Linked DNA regions of Hordeum vulgare: region 1 is linked to region 2. The links are chromatin contacts, called in public Hi-C maps. All regions are on one chromosome and are shown on one strand. Each heading gives the region's core, a stretch centred on a gene start, on an enhancer-like site or on the middle of the called end of the contact. The rest is flanking DNA. Distances are from core to core; before and after follow the strand shown. Region 1 holds the start of LOC123452767. Region 2 holds the start of LOC123396535 (OVARIAN TUMOR DOMAIN-containing deubiquitinating enzyme 5).

Evidence for each region. Hi-C and Micro-C count contacts between places; a contact is called where the count stands out from the background.
Region 1: a contact with region 2 is called in a Hi-C map of seedling, with 4 times the contacts expected there. The contact joins the promoter of LOC123452767 here to the promoter of LOC123396535 in region 2. A contact is called at or near these places in 2 of 6 Hi-C or Micro-C datasets (leaf and seedling) and 1 of 1 datasets of contacts at active chromatin or transcription factors (embryo).

The regions. Positions count from the first base shown.
Region 1 is chr5H:63,972,495-63,979,428 of MorexV3_pseudomolecules_assembly, forward strand. It overlaps LOC123452767, which reads left to right and starts at 1,453. Exons shown (of 1, transcript XM_045129478.1): 1 at 1,453-5,248. The coding sequence starts at 2,235. The coding sequence ends at 4,979. It also overlaps the pseudogene LOC123396326.
Region 2 is chr5H:63,300,919-63,307,819 of MorexV3_pseudomolecules_assembly, forward strand. LOC123396535 (OVARIAN TUMOR DOMAIN-containing deubiquitinating enzyme 5) reads right to left here and starts at 3,142. Exons shown (of 2, transcript XM_045091448.1): 1 at 2,819-3,142; 2 at 1-412. The coding sequence starts at 2,931. It overlaps LOC123397387 (a long non-coding RNA gene), which reads right to left and starts at 6,721. Exons shown (of 3, transcript XR_006609946.1): 1 at 6,312-6,721; 2 at 5,967-6,039; 3 at 3,962-5,852.

The DNA of each region.
Region 1 (6,934 bases), core at 203-2,702, 670 kb after region 2:
TCCCGTGCACTCAAATCTGCGACAACTAATATAATACTCCTATGAAAGTATGAAACGAAGGGAATACTACTATCATTCAGACGTAAACACCACGAGATATATGGAGCTGCCATTAACAAGAAGAACAAGTGTCACTTATATGCCCACTTCACTCGTTCGGGGTCTGCCATAACGAAGGACATATTATCAACACTAAGGCCTCGTTTGGTTAAGGGGGATTGGGTAGGTTTTGAGAGAAAAATCCCCGGAGATCCAGAAACCTAACAGATCCTCGGGCGTCCATTTGGTAGGAGGGGTTTGCTTAGCCCAATCTCCTTCGTTCCCCTTCAATCCATTCCTATCCATGTGTTTCAGAACCCTCCTCAGGCCTCGTTTGGTTAAAGGGGATTGGATAGGTTTTGAGAGGAAAATCCCCGAAAGGGTCAGAAACCCCATAGATTCTCGGACGCCCATTTGGTAGGAGGGGTTTGCTTAGCCCAACCCCCTCCGTTCCCCTTCAATCCCTTCCTATCCATGTGTTTCAAAATCCTCCTCGGGGGACTAGTGGAAGCAAAGCCCTGGGGATTTGAGAGGATTGAGTGGAACAAAGGGATTCACCCAATCCCCTGAAATCCCTCTCTCTCAAAACCTCCCCAATCCCTCTTAACCAAACGAGGCCTTAGGGGACTGGTGGAAGCAAAACCCCGGAGATTTGAGAGAATTGGATGGAACAAAGAGATTCATCCAATCCCTTAAAATTCCTCCCTCTCAAAACCTTCCCAATTCCCCTTGACGAAACGAGGCCTAAAGGTTGAACAAAGCTGGGGAAAACGCTATTTATTTCCTTGAGGGCCTATCCAGCTTTGCCGCACCAAAGTGTCCAAAACAATCATGAAAAAGGCAGCACAAACAAAACAACATGATCACAGAAGAATTATCATCATGCAATGCAATGGAAGGACATCATCACAAGCAAGTAAATAATCTTTTTCCTCAACAAAGCACACGTGCATAAAGACAACTCCACACACACATATACACACACACGCGAGAACCCGGTCGAGGGAATAATCATTCGGACAAAAACTTTTGCTTTAGCCTCACCATAGGTATACCAAAAAAACAAAACCTTCGTAAAACCTAAAGCCAACACCCAACCACAGTGCGGACGCTCTGCATTTCAATTCCTCAACGGGGGAAAGAAACTAAGGAAGAAAGAGATAAAGAAAAGTCAATGCCCCAGGAAAGAAAGCCTTGCTTGCAGCGACCCCTCCCCATCCCGCTTTCCAGCCCACTGCCCGTGTGTGAGCCCCAGTCCAAGGGAGCAAAAACTAACAAGGTAGAGCCAATAACAATAATAATATGACAGCACCAAACACTTTGTTTTTTACCGGGTGGACGGTACCAAAGCACCCCACCCCACCCCAGCCAGGCCAGCCTCACTAAAATAGTGCCGGTACCTTTTGCAGCTCCAAAGCGAGGCAAGGCAGTAGCAGACTAGGAGTGGAAGTGGTAGTGTAGAAACACAAAGAGATAGAGAAAAAATGAAGAAGTTGGTGTGGTGTTGGTAGTTCTTGGGTGGGCGGAAACGAAATGAATGCAAGCCTCCTCTCCATGATGCCACAACGCATTTAGTGCGCCCCAAACCACTATCGACGTGTTTGGTGAGAGCGGGGGAGGATCTGAGTGAGCTCTCACCTCCCACCGAGTGAAGGAGCCAGTGAGTGAGTTCTTCTTGGTGGTGTGCAAAAGCAAGCAAAGCGGAGTCAAATCCTTGCTGAGGTCTCCATCCATCCATCTTTCTTTCTTTCTTTCTATCTATCTATTCGTCTTCTTTAATTTGAGTTCTTGGTCCTGCCAAAAAGCTCCCTCTTTCCGCTGGGAGAAAGGCCGAGGGTGTCGCTGGCTGCGTCCCGAGCCCTCCTCCATTTCCGCTTCAAAGAAAGCTCCACTGTTCTTGGCTGCCGGCTCTGGCATTCCCCGATCCGATCCCCCGGTTTCTCTCTCCCCCCACCACCTCCACCCCGGCGGAAGATCCGGTTCTCTTCCCCCTTTGCCCGGAGCCGCAGTTTTTCCGCGCCCGTTGCTGGGCGCCGATCGATCCGGAATCCCGCCTCCACGCCCAGAAATCTCGGGGTTTTCCGGCCCGCTCCGTCTTCCCATGCCGCGCTCCGCCCGTTGATCCGGGCGCGCAGGGGCTGCGGTTGGTTCTGTTCCTCGTCGTCGATCCGGCTGCTCGGGCGGGCGGGCGGCACATGCATCTCTCCCTGTGGAAGCCGCTCTCACACTGCGCCGCCATCCTCCTCTCCAAGAACCACCGGCGGCGGGGAGGAGGCGGACGCGGGCATGGCGGCGGTAACGGCAACGGCCGGCGTGACGACCCGGCGTCGTTCCTCCGGCAGCTGCGGGACGCGCTGGACGCCGCGTCGGAGGAGGGCGCCCTCTGCCCGCCGCCCGACGCGGCCGGCGCGGAGGCGGACGCCGCGGTCACGCGCTCCCGCTCCCTGGCGCGCCTGCGGGCGCAGCGCGACTTCCTCCGCGCCACCGCCCTCGCCGCCGCAGCCGGCCCGTTCCGCTCCATCTCCGACCTGCCGCTCCTCGCCCACGCCATAGCCACATTCCTCTCCATGTACCCGGACTACGCCTCCACCTCCGACGTCGACCGCCTCCGCCTCGACCATTACTCCCACCTCGACGCCCCCGGCGCCGCCAGGGTCTGCCTCGACTACTGCGGCTTCGGCCTCTTCGACTCCAGCTGGGACTCCTCCTCCTCCTCCTTCACATTGTCCGAACTCAATGCCAATCTCAGCAACCACGCGCTCTACGGTGGCGCTGAGCCCGGCACGGCCGAGAATGACATCAAGGAGCGGATCCTCGAGTACCTGAATGTGCCGGCCAGCGAGTACGCCCTGGTCTTCACCGTGAGCCGGGGGTCAGCATTCAAGCTGCTGGCCGAGTGCTACCCGTTTGAGAACAACCGAAGGCTGCTCACCATGTTTGACCATGAGAGCCAGTCGGTGAACTGGATGGCGCAGAGTGCGCGGGCAAAGGGTGCCAAGACGCGCACCGCATGGTTCCGCTGGCCCACTCTGAAGCTCTGCTCGACGGAGCTGCGCAAGGAGATCGTGGGCAAGAGGAAGGCCAGGCGACGGGATGCTGCGGTCGGATTGTTCGTGTTCCCTGCGCAGTCTCGGGTGACCGGCGCCAAGTACTCCTACCAGTGGATGGCGCTGGCGCAGCAGAATGGCTGGCATGTTATGCTTGATGCTGGTGCACTTGGTCCCAAGGACATGGACTCGCTGGGGCTCTCGCTGTTCCGGCCCGACTTCATTATAACGTCATTCTACCGGGTGTTTGGTTCTGACCCAACTGGATTTGGTTGCCTTCTGATCAAGAAGTCGGTTATTGGGAGCTTGCAGGGGAGGAATGGCTGCAATGCCTCTGGGATGGTCAGGATTGTTCCAGTCTTTCCACAGTACCTGAGTGACTCCATCGATGAATTTGATGCAGTGGAAACTGAGGGACTTGAAGACGACTCTTGCACTCCGATAGATGAAAATACAGTGCCTGATGTTCGGAATGGCTCGCAGCTGCCAGCATTTTCGGGTGTGTACACGTCTGCTCAGGTCAGAGAGACGTTTGAGAGCGACCCTGGCCGTGACAGCAGCTCGGATAGGGACGGGGCGAGCACCATTTTCGAAGAAACCGAGAGCATATCTGTCGGTGAGGTGATGAGAAGCCCAGCATTCAGCGAGGACTGTTCATCAGAGAACTCCTTCTGGGTTGATGTTGGCCAGAGCCCGTTGGGGTCAGAGAAGTCCGGCCAGTTCAAGAAAGGGAAACTGGGATCACCGCTACCATCGTCTTGGTTCACTGGCAGAAAGGGTAACAAGAGGATGTCACCTAACCTACCGTCAAGGATATCTAGAAGCCCACTTTATGATGGTAATGTGATTTCTTTTGATGCTGCTGTACTGTCAGTCTCACAAGATGTAGACTGCCTCAGGGAAGGCCCTGAAGAAGAAATCTATGAGAATGGCCGGGGAAATCATTTCAGGCAAGTTAGTGAAATCCAAGAGGAGCCAGAGGTTGAAGAGGTTGCATGCCAGCATGCCATGGACGGTGGTTTGGACCACAAAGAAAGTGCGATAAGAAGGGAGACTGAAGGGGAGTTCAGGCTGCTGGGACGGAGGGATGGAAACAGCAGGTTTGCTGGGGGTCGTCTCTTCGGTGTTGAAGAGATTGACGGAGCTCTAAGCATGGGGCGCAGGGTTTCATTCAACACCGAGGCGAATATGATTGCTGACAGACTACATCGGGCCTCAGATGCTGCTGAAGCGTCTGGATATCCATTTCGTGACGACGATGCTTGTATAAGTGATGGTTATGATGATGCTCAAGAGTGGAGCAGGAGGGAACCAGAGATAATTTGCAGGCACATTGATCATGTTGACATGATGGGCCTCAACAGAACAACTCTCAGGTTAAGGTACCTTATCAATTGGCTAGTAACTTCGCTGTTGCAGCTGAAGCTGCCAGGCTCAAAAGACAGTGATGGAGTTCCTCTTGTCCACATTTATGGTCCAAAGATTAAGTATGAAAGGGGAGCGTCCGTTGCTTTCAATCTGAAGCAAAGTGGTGGTGCTTTCATTAATGCTGAATTTGTCCAGAAGATAGCTGAGAAAAATGGCATATCTCTCGGCATCGGTTTTCTTAGCCATATAAAGATAGACCCAAACCAGAAACAGTCAAATGGAGCACTAGATATACCCGAGGCTTCCTTTTATAAGAATGGTCGCAGAGACAGTAAAAAGGTGACTATAAGAGTTGAAGTTGTGACTGCTTCCCTTGGCTTCCTCACTAACTTTGAAGATGTGTACAAGATGTGGGCATTTGTTGCCAAGTTTCTAGACCCTTCATTCCTGGAAAGTGAGCGCATTGCCATAGCTACTGACCACATGGAAGCCATAGCTGCTGAGCACATGGAAGGGCAAATTTGAGCTTGATGTATGATGTATCGACCAATGAAGGAGTGGAAGGTGATCTTTCTCCTTTTGTCGAGCCATAATTTATGTTCTCGAGGGGTATTTGGTAGTGGATTTAGCAGATTTTTTCATTCTTTGCCTAGTTCCTCGACATGTGACTTATTTTTGTGTCATGTAGAGTTTTGCTCAAATATGTACCAGCGGCTCATCAGTAGAGCTCCTTTCCACTGAACAATGTTTGTAAAGCAGCTCACTGGAAATGAAATAGTTTTGAGTGCTTTGTACTTGGAATGTGTTCATGATGCAGTTTTCACGTCATCTGTTAAAATTGTCTTTTGATGTATTTTTGTTTGTGGTTGTCCCTTAAAGCTGTAACTTTTTCCGCCGACCTTTGATAATCAATATTGCTGGGTGACTCCTTTTTGTTCACGGAAACTCACAACTGAGAACGGTGTGGGCCACTTGTATGATCCACTTTCACTTTGGTTTTATTCCAGTCAGTCTGTTCAACATGTTTATGTCTTGTTGAAATGGAACCATTCAGTTGGATTTGAACTGTTTGTAAGTATACTATCGCTTTCCTTCTTTGCTGAACTTCAATCATGAATTGTCTCAGTCTGGTATTATACAATTTCAACCCCCTTTTTGTGTATGTTATGTTTTTTTTGGCAGGATTACTATTAATCTGAAACTTGAGTGCCTTCGATAAGCTGATCTGAAGCTTATCATGTGTTATGTCCTGTCAATGTTCAGTTTCTGTACTGGTTTCTACAGTAATTGCTCATGTTAACTCATGTGCATCGCCAAGTGTTATGCTTAATATGACGATTTCATTATTTTTCCCTTTTAAGTACAATGCCACAATTGCCGAAAGGTGCCATTTTATTTTATATCCTTGAAATGCAGAAGATAGTAGAATTGTGATAAACCTCTGACATACTGTGGCTGATAATAGAATTTTGATAAACCTCTTACATACTGTGGCTGCCCTTTCCTTCTTGTACTGCCATGTAGCAGCAACATCACATTTTATGCCAAGCAACTTACAAAATGATGCAACCATTGGGCTATAAAATGAAGGAATTGTAAATGCATTTTTTTTCTGTACAGCCTTATGGTTGGATTCTACTACATTGGATAAACAAAAGGAAAATGATCCCAGCATTAAATGCATTTCCTTCCTAGAACAAATGCCTGAAACATTCTTTCCTGTTTAGGCCTGGCTGGCTCTGATCTGCCATACCCTACTCTGTTCACTCAGTTTGACAGCCATAGTCAAGAAAATCTTCCCAGGGACATCGAAGCAGTGCAGTGGCAGTGTGTGTGTTCATTGCTCATTCTCAGAAGAAAACGTTTCATTGCAAAAGTTAAAGAGGATGGTTTTCAGTTCCCAGTCTATTCCTCTCCTCTCACTAATTAATCAGTTTTTACTTCTCTGTCCACAGTGGGTTTTGATTCACATAAATATGTGTCTTTAAGTGTTGAATGTGGCTTGTGACCTTTGGGTTCTCCGTACAGCCATACTATTTAACTGTGACCTTTGCACCAGCACTGCTCAGAACATCCCTCTGGATCCGTGGCAACTGGAATCTTTGCAAAAGTCCTGGTAATCTCCTGCTTTAATCTCTGCTGTTGTTTTGGCTATTGCTACTGACAAAATCTGCTACTACACTCTAGATATTGCAGCTCTTCCTTATCTTCTTAGACTAGAAGAAATAATACTGGAATATGTCAGTAGATTCTTCAGCTTTTGGTGCTCAAAAGTCAAAGCTATCAGATAGCAACTTTTGTCATGCTTTCATCTGCATCTGCCTTAATAACCTTTACTAGTGATGTTCCTTTTCAACACAATAGTATAGTCGGTTCGTGTCAATTAGCCTGAATACTGAAGTTTGTAGGTTATTACCCAGTTCCCACTTGTTTGCGTGCCAACTGTAAATTGATTGTGACCTCCCTTCCTAATAACTTCA
Region 2 (6,901 bases), core at 1,892-4,391:
GGTCAGCCCCAAGGGCTCAAGCCTCCTTCCAAGTTTCTCGTCTTCTAACATGCGATCACTGACAAGATTGGTTTGTTCTTCTTGAATTCGCTGCTCTCGAGCAGCTTCTTCCTTTGCCTTCTTCTCTCGCCGTTTTGCAGCCTTCCCCGGCTTCGCAGAATCTGCATTGCTAGAAACAGAAACGCCAGCTATGGCCTTCACTAAGGTGTCGAGGTTCCCCTTTTCAGAGCTTTCTGCGGGTTTGTACCCAAAAGAAGCAAGCTCTGCAGCATGTTTCGCCTCTAATGCAGCTGATAGGCGCGATATCTCTTCCTCGACCTGCTTTTTCTTGGCCTTCTGCTCAGCTTTGCTGCCTTTGGCAGCTGCTTTCTTCAGACTTGTTTCCTTATCCTGGAGTTTGGATTTCTCCTTCCTGTTACATGTATAAAAGGTGATTGTTCTTAGCCACACCATGTAAATCAACTGAAAACAAAGCATCCTCCACAATTTCTCAAACAATCAAGTTACCAGGAAAATAAATTAAGGATGATAGGTGAGCTACACAAGCACAATTTAACAATGAAAACAAAGTAACAAATGAATCACATTTATTTATTCATTGTTGACAAATTGTTACAATTTTCAACAGGGTAACTTAAGCGGAACCAAGAACTCTTACACGTGCTCACCCTAATAACAAAATCATTCATTATCCTTTCAATTATTTCCTTTAAAATAAGACGGTTAATGGCAAATAACTTAAATGATATTATCTCAACTTTAGAATTTGGACAGAATTAGCTATTATATTGCAACACATGAAATATTCCACTGCCTAAGCAATTTGGGTAGTCCTGTGCAGAAACTAATGTTACTACTGCTAAGTTGCAGTCACCCTGGCTGCAAGGCACACTGGTCTATGACATACTGCAGCACATACGGGATATACCTAAAGAGGGAGAAACTTGCACTGTATGGCTGTATTTAACTAAAACTTCACCATATTAAACAAGAACGCTTATAGTAGGCACTAGGCATCATTCATTAATTATCATCAATGAAGGAACTCCTAGATACCTGAAACATGTATCTGGTCTATGTCTTATGTGTAACTTACATGCACTGTGCACTGTTGTACTGGTGACCTATTTTCATGTGTTAATGAGAGTTTTAGTTCAAGTAGCGTAAGAGGAATTATTGCCATCTAGGTACAGGGAAACATGTTATAACTTCTCTCGATAATTCAATGCAACTCTGATATGGAAACAAGAACGGCTAAGATAGCGCGCCAACATGCTGCACTTGTCCATAGCACATGACGGGCTCTCAACCATCGATGGGTCATGCAAAACCGGACGCTTGCCATGCAGATGTCGCATGTGCTGATGTCACACGATGTGGCAACGTGTGCGCGTGTCGCTCGTATTGGTTTCCAAAAAGGTAGTGCAGAAACAAATATAATTACAATGTGTTGGTAACCTAATGAGATGCTAGCTATGGAACCGTGAACTTGCTCACTCAGAAGCAAAACCAAAGATACTACTCCAGGGAAAAACAAGAAAATGTCATCTTTTTCAGCTTCTCTTATTCCAGGGACAAACAAAAATGACAAATTTATAATGAGCTATACGAGGTTTTGAACTACAACCCTGATAATCATGAGAAAAGTTATATCTTCGTTTTCTCACAGGCAGGACCAATAATACTCACTAAACACATGGCTCGGACCATTGCAACCTCCTAAATCAACAAGAACAACATGCATCTCGCACAAAGCAAATGAGCAAGCTTAATTAAGATTAACCTAATCCACAGGTCAGCTAAATGCCTAAAGCACTTAGAACCAGAACAAAGTCAGGGAGGCTAAGTGATGCCTCAAGATGACCTCCTCCAGATACTACTGCTAAGTGTAGAGTAAATTATCCGAGTGTTAGTAATGGCTAAGTTGCAGGACACACTGGTCTATGACATTAGCATATACACAATAGATCTAAAGGAGGATACACTTGCATTGTACGGCTACATTTAACTAAATTTCACTGTGTAAAACGAGAATGGTAATAGTGGGCATTAGGCATCATTCATTAATTATTATCATCAATGAAGGAGCTCCTAGATACCTTAAACATTTATCTGATGTATTTTTCCTGTGGAAAGCGCTTAACAAATCAAATTTAGCGTTTCATTTATTATGTGAAAGATATAAAAGCCAGGCTTCCATCATTCGCATGCCTTATGTGCAACATACATGCATTGTTGTACTTGTGACATATTTTTCATGTGTTGATGTGAGTTGTAGTTCAGGTAGCCTAAGAGGAATTATAGCCATCTAGGAACACCGACACACGTTAATATGTTATCTCAACTTCCCAAGATAATTCAATGCATCACTGATAGAAAACTAGAAAAAGAAAGGTAACGATGAAACACATACTATAATCACAATGCCTTAGTAACATAATAAGCTAGCTCTGCAAACTGTGAACTTGCTCGCTCAGAAGCAAAACCCAAGATTACTACTCCAGTTAAGATGAAAACGTCATCTTTCTCAGCTTCTCCTATTCCAGGGACAAAATAAAACAAGAAATCTAATGAACTAATCCAAGTTATGAACTAAAACCCGATAATCATGAGATAATTCAATCTTTGTTTCCTCGCAGGCACGACCAGAATTATCAGTAAACGCATGGCTCGAACAATCGCAACCTCATATAAATCACCAAGAGCAACGCGCATCTTGCCCACAGCCAACGAGCAAGCTTACTGGCGATTAACCAACTCCACAGCTCGGGTAAATGCCTAAAACGCCGAGGACCAGAACAAGGTCAGGGGGGCTAACCTGTGCCTCGAGATGACCTCCTCGAGCGTCTCCGGCTGCCGCTCCGGCACCGCCTTCTCCTCCGTCGCGCCGGCGGCGGCGGCACCGGCTTCGGCGGCTAGGGTTTCGTCCATCGGCGTGGCGCGGGGCTAGCCGGCTAGGGCTGCCTGACCAGCGAGAGGAACCGCGTCCGGGTGGATGGGTGGGAGGAGGAAGGGTTCCCACGGCGCGAGATGGCAGGCAGGCTCCGGCGGTAGGAGGAGGAGTTTCGGCGGCGCGAGACTCCGGCAAGGACGAAGAGCTGGGGAGCCAAACAATGTGGGGTTAACTTTGGGCCCAGGTCAGGAAGCTGCGGGATATTTGGATACGACGATAGACTAACGGGGCGGTCGTGTGCGCTGGAAACCTAACTAACGCTCAAACTCTTCATGGGCGGAAATTTTCCCCTAGCGAAAAACTTACACCATGATTAGATGTAGGGAAATTAGCTTGGAACTGTTGAACATGTTAATATTACATGTACATATATAGGTCTAGGGCTCTAGGCTTTGTAAATTGCATCTATCACGTCTTTTTTTCCTTGTAACGTGTATGTATTTTGGAGGACAAGGGAGTCGTGCAACCCATGTGTCTCTATATAAGTGCCTAGTGCATCATCAGTTAATCTATCGATGCAACCCAATTCTCTAATCCAACTAGATCATTGATGGCGCGCGTTGCTGCGCCGGTTTATTTTTACTTAGAATGGTAGGTATGTCAAAAGTGTGTAAACTGAGCCATATTTTGTCAATAATCGAGTCGGAAACTTTTCCAACTTCGGTCAGTTTGCAAAAATGAAGAATAGTGATGATCAAAATGAGTGGTGAATTTCATTTGATCTGCAAAGGGGGTGTTATTAGTAATGAGCTTGGAGGTTCAACTCAGAGCACCAGGGGAGGTTTAAAGTAGACTTAACTCTTACAATAATAATCATGCTTAACATAGATTGCTTCCATACTCAGCCCAGAAACTATTTTTTATGCATTAACCAAGAAAACGCATATCCTTATTAACTGACTATAAACTCTATATTTTACTCATACAGTATATAAGATCATTGTCAAGCACATAACCATAGCAAACTTAGTATCAAATACTAAAGATATGGTGAAAAAATGTATGTCATGACTTGTAGAATCTTAACACTTGCTGGACATAAATCATGAAAACAATATATTGTATACATTTGTAGTATAAGAATTTTCCTGATATTTTTATTTAGGATCAACATTCAACTTTCAAACATATGTGTTATGTTGAGCTTCTTGCCACAAAAACGTCACGAGATAACATTGCAGGTATGTAGAGCTGATCACAACTTATGGTAGGTACGAGGCTATGATCCCTTGATACAAAAGCATATACTTGATCCGGGTCTTCTCACCAACCCATACACCATCTTTCCTTATAAAATCAACGCAACCAAGTTCCATATTAACTAAGCTTGAACCATGACGGTGGGCGTGAGGGTACCTACAAATTTATAATTCATGAATTTAACAATTTTATGATACCAAGAACATAAGAAGTAACGGACATGTAGTGAAGTGGGAGGTCAGCACTTCTCCCTTGCGAACGAACAACAACAACAACGGTGATAAATCAATAAATGTTTTCTTATCACTGAAACCTATTGGAGAAAAATGTCATCCACAAATATAAGGTAAAGTTAAGATACATAAAAGTATTATGTGGGTGTGAATCTTGATTGAGTACATGTTGAGAAGGTTAGCTCTTCCATATAAAAGGCTTTACTACATTCTTTGGTCAGGAAAGTCACAAATCAAGCTCCTGAGAGGCCAATGAAGAATACCAATGTAACAACCAGCGGGGCAGGGTATGGATCTCAGCACACTTAAGGTTTGAGCTAGCATGCGAAGAAGATGACGAAACATGGCTACACCTACCATTCATGTGTGTCACCCCCGGGCCGCTGGCACAAGCATCTTGGTGAGGTGTAGGCACCAAAAGCTACAGACATCAATATACGACTCCAATACTCTAAACAAAAGGTCTGATTCAATATCTCAATGCAACATTAAACAAACTTTCAGTACCGAGTGGAACACAAAATTGAAAGGTCCAGTAAGGACTCTTGCGGATAATAAATAATAAGTACGACAACAAACGATTGTCCTGTGATAAATATTATCAATCAACTTAGTTTTAATATTTAAACTCCCGGCGAATATATATCACTTAGACGTACTTACAGACTATTTATTAGTTAAAGCTAGTATATCCAGGAGAACATAAACTTTGCTAGTTGGTTACAAATAAGGTTGGATCTTTTATAAAATTCTCAAGATTATTTTTTGGGATTTAGTAAAGGCAGTTGATGCACCCATCGACCAATTAAGCTTCTATGAAAGAAACCATATGTGCTACTAATTTGTGAAAGAAACACCCAAAAAAAGCTATCTTGTCACACTAATTAACGAAACTGAGTTACAGTTAGCTCCAAAACAGTGGAAAGGCATGAGGTAATAGATCATTCTCTCACAAGCAAATGTATCATATCATTGTATGATAACCCAATCTCCCATTATTTTCATTAACAACCAACCAAAGAGAGCTAAATGGATTAATTGCAAATGAGTGAAAAAAAGGAGAAAAATGGACCTGGTACCATTCTAGGTACAAAAGGTAGCATTCGATTGGATGGTGATGCCTTTCTTGCACTCGAGGTCCATATATTCTATCTGTGCATAGATGCCCCTACAACCACGCACATTGTGGATCTGGTGAATCCCAGGACCTGCTACCTGTTCATTGTTACTGAGTCTTCATAGAGCAATGGTAAGTGGCGAGCTCCTGAAGCATAAGTGAGGGGCAAGGGTGCCACCAGCGCGCTTCTACAATTCAGTCGAGGTTAGAGGCATGATCGCATCGTCGTAGAGGGGGGTTGCTGTAGCACGTTTTTATTACGCTGCAAGGGACGGTCTGCACCACCGTCATAGAGCTCTTTGAGGTTCTAGATGGAGTCGAACACGTGTTTGATTCTTCTACCCCATACCTACAACAATTAAGTGACAAGCTGAAGCAAATACTCTACACAAAAAAGATATTCTAATCTGAAGATACAAGAACGTACTAAGTAAATACGATCATCAGCAGTCAGCAAACTAACCCGACAATAAAAAACATTATCGACTTCAGATTGCATTATACTTGTCCCTTGTGATGTTGATGGTGAGAACTACCTGCAGTGTGGGGAATTTAATCCATGTTGAACTTAACATAAGTACACCACTCAACCTAAATATTTGGTGGCAATTCATATATGCTAGATTGGCTAATTTTCTCAGCAATGATTCAAATGATTTACATAGTTAATTCTTGAGTAGTATATTAAATTATCAACAGTCTACAACCATAAAAAACTAACAAAGCATCAGCCAATAATTCAAAAGTAGGATCCACAGAATAAGAACACAACAATATAATGGAACATGGAACTGGAGATGGGCCTAACCTGAAGATCGTAAAAGACATTGGGGGTAGAAGAAAGAACAACTCCAGCGCGAGGTTGAGCTTGGCCACACCCGCCGGCGAGACCACATACATCGCCCGCGCCTGGCACGCATACATGGGGGTTGTCCCGTTCGCGCCACCTCCTCCATCTCCCTCTCCTCCCCTCTCTCTCTCCCCCTCTCTGCAACGGCAACTGCATAGGTGGCGCACCAGATCTCGCCCTAGGCCAAGGTCAGGAGGGACCAGGGTGCAGAATCAAAGTCAGTGGTGGACACTAGGTCATGGAGAGACACGGGATCGATCCAACCGACGTAGAGGGAGGCGGGTGAAACAAGGAGCTGGTGGCGGCGGCGTTCGTCGATCGCCATCGATGTACTCCCTCCGTTCCTAAATATAAAATATAAGTCTTTTAAGTGATTTCACTAAGTGTCTATATACGAAGCAAAATGATTGAATGTACACTCTAAAATATGTCTATATACATCCGAGAGAGGAGACCTCATTTTGTGTTTCCTTCTTTTCTTTTCATTTTTTAAAACATTTTTATCGATGACGCTGACTATACGCCAGATACCGAGGGAGCTAAATGGG